Regions from separate parts of the Sus scrofa genome. Here region 1 is linked to region 2. The links are chromatin contacts, called in public Hi-C maps. All regions are on one chromosome and are shown on one strand. The core of a region is the stretch at or near the end of the contact, and the rest is flanking DNA. Distances in the headings are between cores, read along the strand shown.

The links. A called contact is a pair of places that touch in the nucleus more often than the background predicts.
Region 1: a Hi-C map of heart right ventricle shows a contact between it and region 2, with 7 times the contacts expected there. The contact joins the promoter of RAB21 here to the promoter of CCT2 in region 2. A contact is called at or near these places in 1 of 5 promoter capture datasets (liver) and 1 of 47 Hi-C or Micro-C datasets (heart right ventricle).

What each region holds. Positions count from the first base shown.
Region 1 is chr5:35,755,952-35,760,800 of Sscrofa11.1, reverse strand. RAB21 (ras-related protein Rab-21) reads right to left here and starts at 3,528. Exons shown (of 7, transcript XM_003481659.4): 1 at 3,085-3,528. The coding sequence starts at 3,234.
Region 2 is chr5:33,855,616-33,860,600 of Sscrofa11.1, reverse strand. It overlaps CCT2 (chaperonin containing TCP1 subunit 2), which reads right to left and starts at 2,064. Exons shown (of 17, transcript NM_001170520.2): 1 at 1,960-2,064; 2 at 1,173-1,247; 3 at 976-1,041. The coding sequence starts at 1,962.

The sequences.
Region 1 (4,849 bases), core at 2,279-4,778, 1.9 Mb before region 2:
GACGTGACTTAGAATGTTAATCTCCAAATGTTACAGAAGATTCAGTTAAAGGAACCAGAGCTGTTTACCCAAGAGAAGACAAAGACTGAAGTGGATGTGACAGCTTTCTTCACCTATCAAAAGGAATGTCACGTGTGACTAAGATTCAGAGGGCAGAACTAGGACCGGAAACTAGAGGTTAATAGATTTTGTCTCTAGTTAGAGAAAAATGATTTGAAAATTAGACCCGGGAGTTCCCGTCGTGACTCAGCGGTAACTTCCAACTAGTATTCATGAAGACTTGGGTTCAACCCCTGGCCTAAATCAGTGGGTTAAGGATCCAGCGTTGCCTTGAGCTGTGGTATAGGTTGCAGACACAGCTTGGATCCTGTGTTGCTGTGGCTATGGCACAGGCCGGCAGCTACAGCTCCAATTTGACCCCTAGCCTGGGCCACAGATGCAGCCCTAAAATGGCAAAAAAGGAAAAGAAAATTAGACCCATCCAAAAATGAACCACCTCAGGACATAGTCTTCCACATTCTATATCAGTTCATCTCACCTTCAAGATGTTCGGACTAAGGTATACAACCATGTTATATATAATATAATAAATAAAACACTGAAACAGTGAACCATAAACTCTCTTTTGTTTGTTTTTGGACTGTGCCTGTGGCATATGAAAATTTCCAGGCCAGGGAATGAACCTGCACCACAGCAGCAATCCGGGATCCCGCAGCAACAAAGCTGGATCCTTAACCCACTCCACCACAAAGAAAATCCACCATAAACTATCTTAGGTTCCACTCAGTCTTTAAAATAGGAATGCCAATGTACTTTACAAAGTTTTTTAAAAAGATAGGTAGTAGTTTTATTAACAAGAAAAAAGGGAAACTTTTCCCCTCGTATCTTATGAAGGATTATCTCCCCTCCATTTAGAAATGAAAAGCATACAAGATTGTGTCCTACGGGTCTCAACAAAGTCGAATTTCTCTGAAAAGCTGTTAAGAAAGAAAAGATGAACTGATAGCTAAGACAAAGAGAAAGGCTGTAATGATGTTTTCATACATTGGTATGCAGCAAAATCCTCAAACCTAGAACATTATCCAGGTACTGTTTGTGACGAGAGTTATATAAATATTAAAATCAGGAGTTCTATGTTTTTGATACTAGAGATCCACCATAACTTCATTCTCTCTGTGTAGAATGCAGTGGTTTCTCTTAGATAATTAAAAATCTTTAGCCTGCTTTTAGCTTCAAGGATGTTTTTAGAATGTATAATGTCATGTAATTTTTAGATTGAAGGGCTAAATTACCTTTAAAAAAAAAATAAAGAGCTCAGTTACAATGGTTTTCTATTTTCTCTAAGATGTGTAGCTCAAAAAAAAACCCCACTAAGGGGTTGTTCACCAATATCCAGAGAGTGTGACTTACTGCTCAAAGTAAGTCAGAACTGGATTCAAATTTCAGCTTGGGAACCATGACTTGTGGCAATATGATGGCCAGCAAATTACTCAATTTTGCCACACTTGTTTCATCACCTGTAGAATGAGGCTAATAAAACTATCCACCTCATAAAGCTGTTATAAGAATTAAAAGACAGAAGTAAAATACCTAGCACAGTAAGAACTAAATGTTAGATATTATTATACTTTACCTAAATAAACTTCTAAACTTCCAACTGACCATAGGTATTTATCCTATGAATTTCCCTGATCTCACTAATAACTCAACTACAACTAAAATTGCATTAAGTGACCCTATACAAAGACATGAGAAAAAAAAAATGCAGTTTCCTGACATTCACTATTTCAGATATTATGCTTTACAGAGGAGTAAAAATAGAACATGGAATCAGAACCAGAGCATCTTTGTAAATTCTAGACTTGGTAGTTTAAAAATAGCATCAAACATCAAATGTCACAATAATTAGGAGATTGTGCATTCTATTAAATAATGTCCATGTACTTATGAACGACACAATCACTAATTAGGATGTATTGTGCAATTGGGGGTAGTAATAATAAAGATAGAGAGCTTACACTGGACCAGGTCCTAAGTGTTTTTATGTGTATTTGCTCTGACAACCCCAAGAGCTAGATATTACTATCAGGGCCATTTTAACAGATGAAGAAACTTAGGCACAGAGAGGTTAATTAACTTGCCCAAGATCAAACAGCTAGTTAAAGGGATGGAACTGCGATATGAACCTAAACATCAGGCTCAAAAGTCCATTAGATTTTACTGCCTCTGACTAAATTGATCAGGGCAGATTCGTTGGAAACTTTTCTTCTAACACGTGCAAACTGATTTCTTTGGAAGAGGGAGACTCCAACCACCTCAAAAGCCTGAATTCACTCCCAATTAATGACTACATTTTAACACTTTTCTGACTAACCATGATGTATCTGCTGATGAAAGGCGGCCCTAAATTACAACCAAAGAAATAGTATTTGTAGCTAAACTGTTAGTTTGAGGACCATGACGTTTCCATGTGAATATGGATCGACCCACATCGCTGAATACAAGTGACCCACAAGTCAGACCTACGCAGGCAGCAATGGAACTGCGTAACCCACACCGGCAAGCGGTCATTTCAAAAACCCTCTGGAGATGAATGTTTTGCCAATCACCATATTACTCGAAGACAGGACAAAATGGAACATGCATAAACACTTAGTCATCAGTAAGAGCTGAAGTTATAAATCACCTAATTCGAAAAATCAAATCCTCAGCTAAATTCCTAATTCCGAAAGAAAGAAAAAGGACCGACACTGGTGGACCGCAGGGTGAAGACACCTAGGGCCTAAGCGGAAGCGAATCAAAGGGGAAAAACTAGTCCACCGATGGGGATTCCACGACATGCGCGGCCACACTGGGGACTTTTCAGGGCCCTTCCACTCCCCTCCCAACAGCCCGTCCTTGTGTCTCCAGGCTGCCCGGACAAACGCCGTCCCCAGGGCGAATTCGGAAAGTGAATCCGAAGGCGGAGGTGACAGGCCTGAGATATGAGAGCCCCGCGACACAGAGAACCGTGGCAACAAAGTCCTCTGAGCCCCGGAGGGGTAGGGGCCCCAAGGCGCCACTCCCGCTCCCCGGGGCCCGCACCTGCAGAGTGGTGATGTGCTTGTCGTTGAACTTGTTCTCGCAGTAGCGCAGCACCAACGACGTCTTTCCCACGCAGCCTTCCCCCAGCAGCACCACCTTGAACGAGTAGGCTCGGGCTGCCGCCGCCCCGCCGCCGCCGGCCGCAGCCATCCCGTCGCGTCCCTAACGCCCGAGCCCTAGAGCCGTGCCGAGCGCCCCACGGCCACCGCAGCTCCTTCACAGCCTCGGCCGACACAGGCCCCTCCGCATCGGCGCCGCCAATCCCGGGCGCCGTCTCCACTCCCTCCTCTGGGCAAGGCCTGGAAGGACCGAGGTAAAGTCCGAGAATGACGGGCCCCAGCCACCACGTCAGGTATCCGAGGAAAGGCAGAGCTGTCCCTCTCCGCCTCCCTCTAATGGCGTCTCCTTCCTCCTACGTCACACTTCGGGTCACATGATCGCCGCGGCCGCGTGCGGCCCCTGGGACGCGGCGTAGATTAACGTGTCTGGATGTGGGCGGGGCTTCTGGGGCCTCTTCCCCACTCCCGCCCCCACCCGCAGTGAGTTGGACGAGAGTGGAGTTAACTCCTGCCGGTCTCGCCTGCAGACCTAGGGTGTCTGCGGGGCACACCACTCTGCAGTTGCTGGGAGCAGGAATAAGGAATGAATAATTTCAAGCAACCCCAGCTCAGGTGGAATGTTGAAGTGCAGAATGTTGTTCATGCCTAGAGAATATTCGCAATGCTAATGACCTCTCCCATCCAGTGTCCCCATAAGCCGAATCTGCCAAGGTGCCGTCAGTATCTTGATAGTATTTCTCTGTGGGGTCCCAAATCCTAGCTATTGAACTTCAAGTTCCCCCAGACCACCTGGACTCTTCCTCATCTTTCAGGTGTCAGCTTAAACTCAAAGGCTTCCCTGACTACCCATCCTTCTCCTTCTATCCTTCCATCCCTTTCTTACCCACCTGAGTTAGGTAATTCATAACATTGGCAGAACCTCTCTAGCAGCGCTTACTTGGAAATTACTTTGCTGAATATTTTTACTAGGCTGTAAATTTGTTAAAGACAAAAACTACGTGAGAACTTGCTCCACCTTTGAGCTTCTGAATCCCAATGCCAGGCACATAATAGTCATTATATAAATATTTGGGAATGAATGATACATTTTAAACCATTATGCCTTGGTTTCCCAGTTTTTCTGTCTTCCATGAAGATCTTTTTTTTCCCTATGAAGGTTTTTTTTGGGGGGGGGAGGGAGAAGGGCTGTGTCTGCATCATGCAGAAGTTCCCCTAACAGAGATCAAACCCCAGCCACCCCAGTGACCCAAACCACAGCAGTGGAAACTTGGGATCCTTAACAACTAGGCCACTAGGAAACTCTGCCCCATGAAGTTTTTGACATACTGTATTGATACCACCTTGATAGGCCTGGCTTCTTTGATGATTGCTTATATTTCCTCATCTGCATCCTCTTTCTTTCATGAAACATACTCTTCCAAGAAACCATACTAGTGCTAAAAGTTTGCAACTAGAAATTTGATGTCATTTAGGCAAATATTTTTTATGAGACTCCTTTTCCACTTCAAACCAGATAGTCCATTCATTCATTCAACAAATATTTGAAGGTGCCCACATATGCCAGGCACTGTATGAACAAGATACAATGCCTATGTCATAGAGCTTACATTTTAGCAGGGAAGACAGACACATTCATTATATAAGGAATGCTTTCATCCTGATAAAGCAGTTCAGCTATGTTGCAAATGTATATGGGGATCCAAATG
Region 2 (4,985 bases), core at 815-3,314:
CAGTTCGATTCCCAGCCTGGGAACTTCTGCTTGCCTTGGTTACGACCCCCTCCAAAAAAGATACGAACACATATGGAAGAACGAATAGGTCAATCCATACTCTCACACATTGCTAATGGGTAAATACTCTGGATGGTTATTTGGCAGCATCCATTCAAATTTTTTCATTGCATACATCCCCAAAATCAAAACCTGGCGTCTATCCCTAATACTAGAAGAACAGAGCCTGGAGTTTCCACTGTGCCTCGGCAGTAACAAACCTGACTAGTATCCATGAGGACTTGGGTTCAATATCTGTCCTCATTCAGCGGGTTAAGGATCCGGCAGTGCCGTGAGCTGTGGTATAGGTCGCAGATGAGGCTCGGATCCCATGTTGCTGTGGCTGTGGGGTAGGCTGGCAGTTACAGCTCTGATTTGACCCCTAGCCTGGGAACCTACATATGCTGTGGGTTCAGCCCTTAAAAACAAAAGAAGAGAGAGCTATGAACAAGGCTGTTTCTACAATGTAATAGCGAAGGCAACAGATGCAAACTATTTCTCACAACAAAGTAATAAATACAAACCATAAAATAAGCAACATGCAGAATACTATTTGGCAAAGAGGACGGGTACATTTACACCGAAAGGAATTTAAAAAAACCAAGTTACAGAAAAAGTACATACAAATATTATCTGTGAAGAGATAAAACAACGTTCTGTTACAATGACAATACATAAAAAACACCTAACACATAAGATACCCTTACCTCTACATAAGAACAAAGGCATTGATTATGTTTATGTCCAAAAGGACTGGGGAGGGGAGTGGCATTTGAGATGAAAGAGGACTTTAGTCACTGATTTTTAATAAGGAAAATACACACAAGTCTTTAAGTATAATCAACAATTAAATATTTAAAAGCGTCTTCAAAAAGCATGCTATTACATTTCTACAAAAAGTTCTAAAACAGTATTAAAAATCCCTATTTTTCTTACCATGCCCTTGGGTCCCAACGTGCTCTTTACCAAGTCTCCAATAGCGATGGCACCAATAAAAGAGGACTGGAGTAAAGATTAAAGAGATGATGAAAATCAACTTAAGAGTCTTAAATTGTGAAAAAACAAACAAAAAAACAAAAAACGAACATCCCCCTCCACTATTGTATCTTTTAAAGAATAAGAACGAGGCTTACCAGACGAGCTGTCTCTGCTCTCTCTTCATCAGCCCCAGCCTTGAAGATATTAACAGGTGCCAGGGAAAGGGACGCCTAAAAGGGACAAACAAGAATCAGTCTAAGTACCAGTACTCCTTAACACATATACTTGGATACCTTCCACTAGACTTACCAGTTGCTATCTAAGAGAAAATCAGTTTGCAGAATAGCGTCCTTTTTTAAACAAATGAAGCTCTTCATCACCGGGGCGGTATTTAAAGCGGAGGGAGGGACTAAAGTGACACTGCTGTTTAGAACCACAAATGCTCCAAAAATAAAAATTCTACGTCAGAGAGATTATCGGTGTACAGCAAGTTCAAAGATGATTTTAAAAATGAGGTGGCCGGGGTTGTAGCCCACTCGCGCGACGACCGCCAGGCGGACGAGGGAACACAGCGGCCCCGCTTCCAGCTTCGCCCTCCGGCCGCTCCAGGCTCCGCCCCGAGGGGGAGGGCGGGGTCCGCCTCGCCGACCCGCCCGGTGCACTAGAAATTTCTCTGCTTGGGGTGAAACGCGGCCCTTGAGGTTTGAGACTGCGGAGAGGCCGACTCCGAATAAGACGCTGGCCTTAAGGCCCACTCCTCCCTCGGGCCCGCACCGGGGGCCTCACACGCCGGCCCGGCGCAGGCCACACGCCGCGGCCTGCGCCATGTGCTGCGGCCCCGGGGGACAGACTCAGGGAGCCCGCGTCGTTGGGAACACAGAGATGGGCAGAGGGCGGCGCGGCACTGGGGGCCTTGGGCAGGGACTGCGGGACCAGACTCACCATGGTTCCGAGGAGTTCGGTACACACGCGCACCCCTCACAGCTCGCGATCCGGTCCAGAGGGAAAAGAGGCCGGAAGTGACGCCACACGCTCTCCCGCAGGGGGCGGAGCCCGGGCCGGCGCGCGGCTCCTTATGGGCGCCGCCCTGGGGGGAAGGGAAGGGGCAGCATTTCGAAGGGAGCCCCGCGGGTCGGAAACGCTGCCAGTCAAGCTCGAGGGGCGGGGCCTTGGCTGCCCTCTGCCCCTTGCGGAGCCACCTGCTCAGGACTAGGAAAGGAGGGTGTGACGTTTTGCTTGGGAACTAGCGGTTTGGAAGCAGAACGCCCCAAGATGGAAGAGACGCCTCGCCGCCCTTGGGGGTTGCCATAGCAACGGAGATTTCTCTTGCAAGTTTTAATTTTTTTTTTCTTTTTAGGGCTGCGCTGAGGCAAATGGAAGTTCCCAGGCTAGGGGTCTAATCGGAGCTATAGCTGCCGGCCTACACCGCAGCCACAGCAACGTGGGATCTGAGTGGAGTCTGCGGCCTACACCACAACTCACGGCAAAACTGGATCCTTAACCTACTGAGTGAGGCAGGAGATCGAACCTGCGTCCTCATGGATACTAGTCGGATTCTTTACCGCTGAGCCACCATGGGAACGCGGAGGGTTTTTTTCTTAAATTTAACCTTAAAAAATTTTTGCCTTGAGGTGCTACATATACACAATTTAAAGTGTTATAATATTTTACTGCTAGTTTAATTTTGAGCATTATTTTTTTTTAATTATTTTTTTTTTTTCCTGCTATTTCTTGGGCCGCTCCCACGGCATATGGAGATTCCCAGGCTAGGGGTCCAATCGGAGCCGCAGCCACCGGCCTACACCAGAGCCACAGCAACGAGGGATCCGAGCCGCGTCTGCAACCTACACCACAGCTCACGGCAACGCCGGATCGTTAACCCACCGAGCAAGGGCAGGGACCGAACCCGCAACCTCATGGTTCCTAGTCAGATTTGTTAACCACTGCGCCACGACGGGAACTCCAATTTTGAGCATTATTAATACAGAGGAACACAGATTTCTGTTTTGTTTGCTTCTGTTTTTTGTCTTTTTAGGGCCTCACTGGAGATATATGGAAGTTTCCAGGTCAGGGATTGAATCACAACTGTAGCCACCGGCCTACACAGCAGCCACAGCAATGCCAGATCCTTAACCCACTGAGTGAGGCCAGGGATGGAACCCGCATCCTCATGGATACTAGTCAGGTTCATTACCACTGACCCCCAACAGGAACTCCAAGAATTGCATTTCTTTTATTGAATTTTAGAACACTTTTTAATTGGACTGACCAGGACAAGGTCTTGTGAGCTCTGACAGAGACATTTACTTTGTCTTTGCCCTGCTTGCTCATTTTTAGGAGGGCTCACCACCACCAGCACCATCACTCACAGTTGTAGGGATGACCAACATCCTCTTAAGCTGTGGTAGAGAGCAAGATCAATCGTAAATATTTCTGTTTATTAAGAAGTTTTCTATTTTCCTTACGTTGACCCTCTAGGATGTTCAAAGTAGAATATTTGTGCTTAAAAAAAAAATCTATTTAGGAGTTCCCTCCGTGGCTCAGTAGTTAACAGACCCGACTAGGATCCGTGAGGATGTGGGTTCGATCCCAGGCCTCACTCAGTGGGTTAACGATCTGTCATTGCTGTGAGCTTTGGTGTAGGCCAGCAGCTGTAGCTCCGATTTGACCCCTCGCTTGGGAACTTCCATATGCCAAGGGTGCCACCCTAAAAAGCCAAAAAAAAAAAAAAAAAAAAAACTATTCACCTAGGGAGCACTTGGATTTTGGCAATTATTAACATTAATAGATTTTTCAATTATTGTTTCTACCCTTCAGATAAAATTCTAAAAAGGTTAATTTACTCCAGGGGTTGAAAAACCATGGGGAGCCAAATCCAACTCACCACCTGATTTTGTATGGCCAGAGAGTTAAAAATGATTTTCAGGAGTTCCCGTCGTGGCTCAGTGGTTAACGAATCTGACTAGGAACCATGGGGTTGCGGGTTCGATCCCTGGCCTTGCTCAGTGGGTTGATGATCTGGCGTTGTCGTGACCTGTGGTGTAGGTTGCGGACGCGGCTCGGATCCCGCGTTGCTGTGGCTCTGGCCTTAGGCCGGTGGCTACAGCTCTGATTCAACTCCTAGCCTGGGAACCTCCATATGCTGTGGGAGCAGCTCAAGAAACGGCAAAAAGACCAAAAAAAAAAAAAAAAAGATTTTCACATTTTGATCAAAAACAAAAACTTTTGTGATACATTAAAAATTACATGAAATTTATTTATTTATAATGATTTTTATTTTTTCCATTATAGCTCATTTACAGTGTTCTGTCAATTTTCTACTGTACAGCAAGGTGACTCAGTTTATTTATTTTTGCTTTTTTTTTCTTTTTGCCTTTTCTAGGGCCGCATTCACGGCATATGGAGGTTCCCAGGCTAGGGATCTAATCGGAGCTGTAGCTGCCCGCCTACAGCTAGAGCCACAGCAACACGGGATCTGAGTGGCGTCTCCTTAACCCACTGAGCAAGGCCAGGGATCAAACCTGAAACCTCATGGTTCCTAGTCGGATTCGCTAACCCCTGTGCCACAACGGGAACTCCAATTTATTTTTGCTTTTTAGGGCCACACCTGCAGCATATGGTGGTTTCCCGGCTAGGGGTCTAATCAGAGCTACAGCTGCCAGCCTACGCCACAGCCACAGCAACGCAGGATCCAAGCCGAATCTGTGACCTACACCACAGCTCACACCAACACCAGATCCTTAACACACTGAGGGAGGCCAGGGATCAAATCTGAGACCTCATGGTTACCAGCCAGATTCCTTTCTGCTGAGCCACAACGGGAACTCTGAAAATTACATGAAATTTATATTTTGGTGTCCATAAAGCTTGATTGGAAGACAAGCAAACTCATTCATTTTTATACTGGGCAATACAATACAGAGTTATACAATGGAAGATTGAGTATTTGAAATGAACTCTATAGCCTA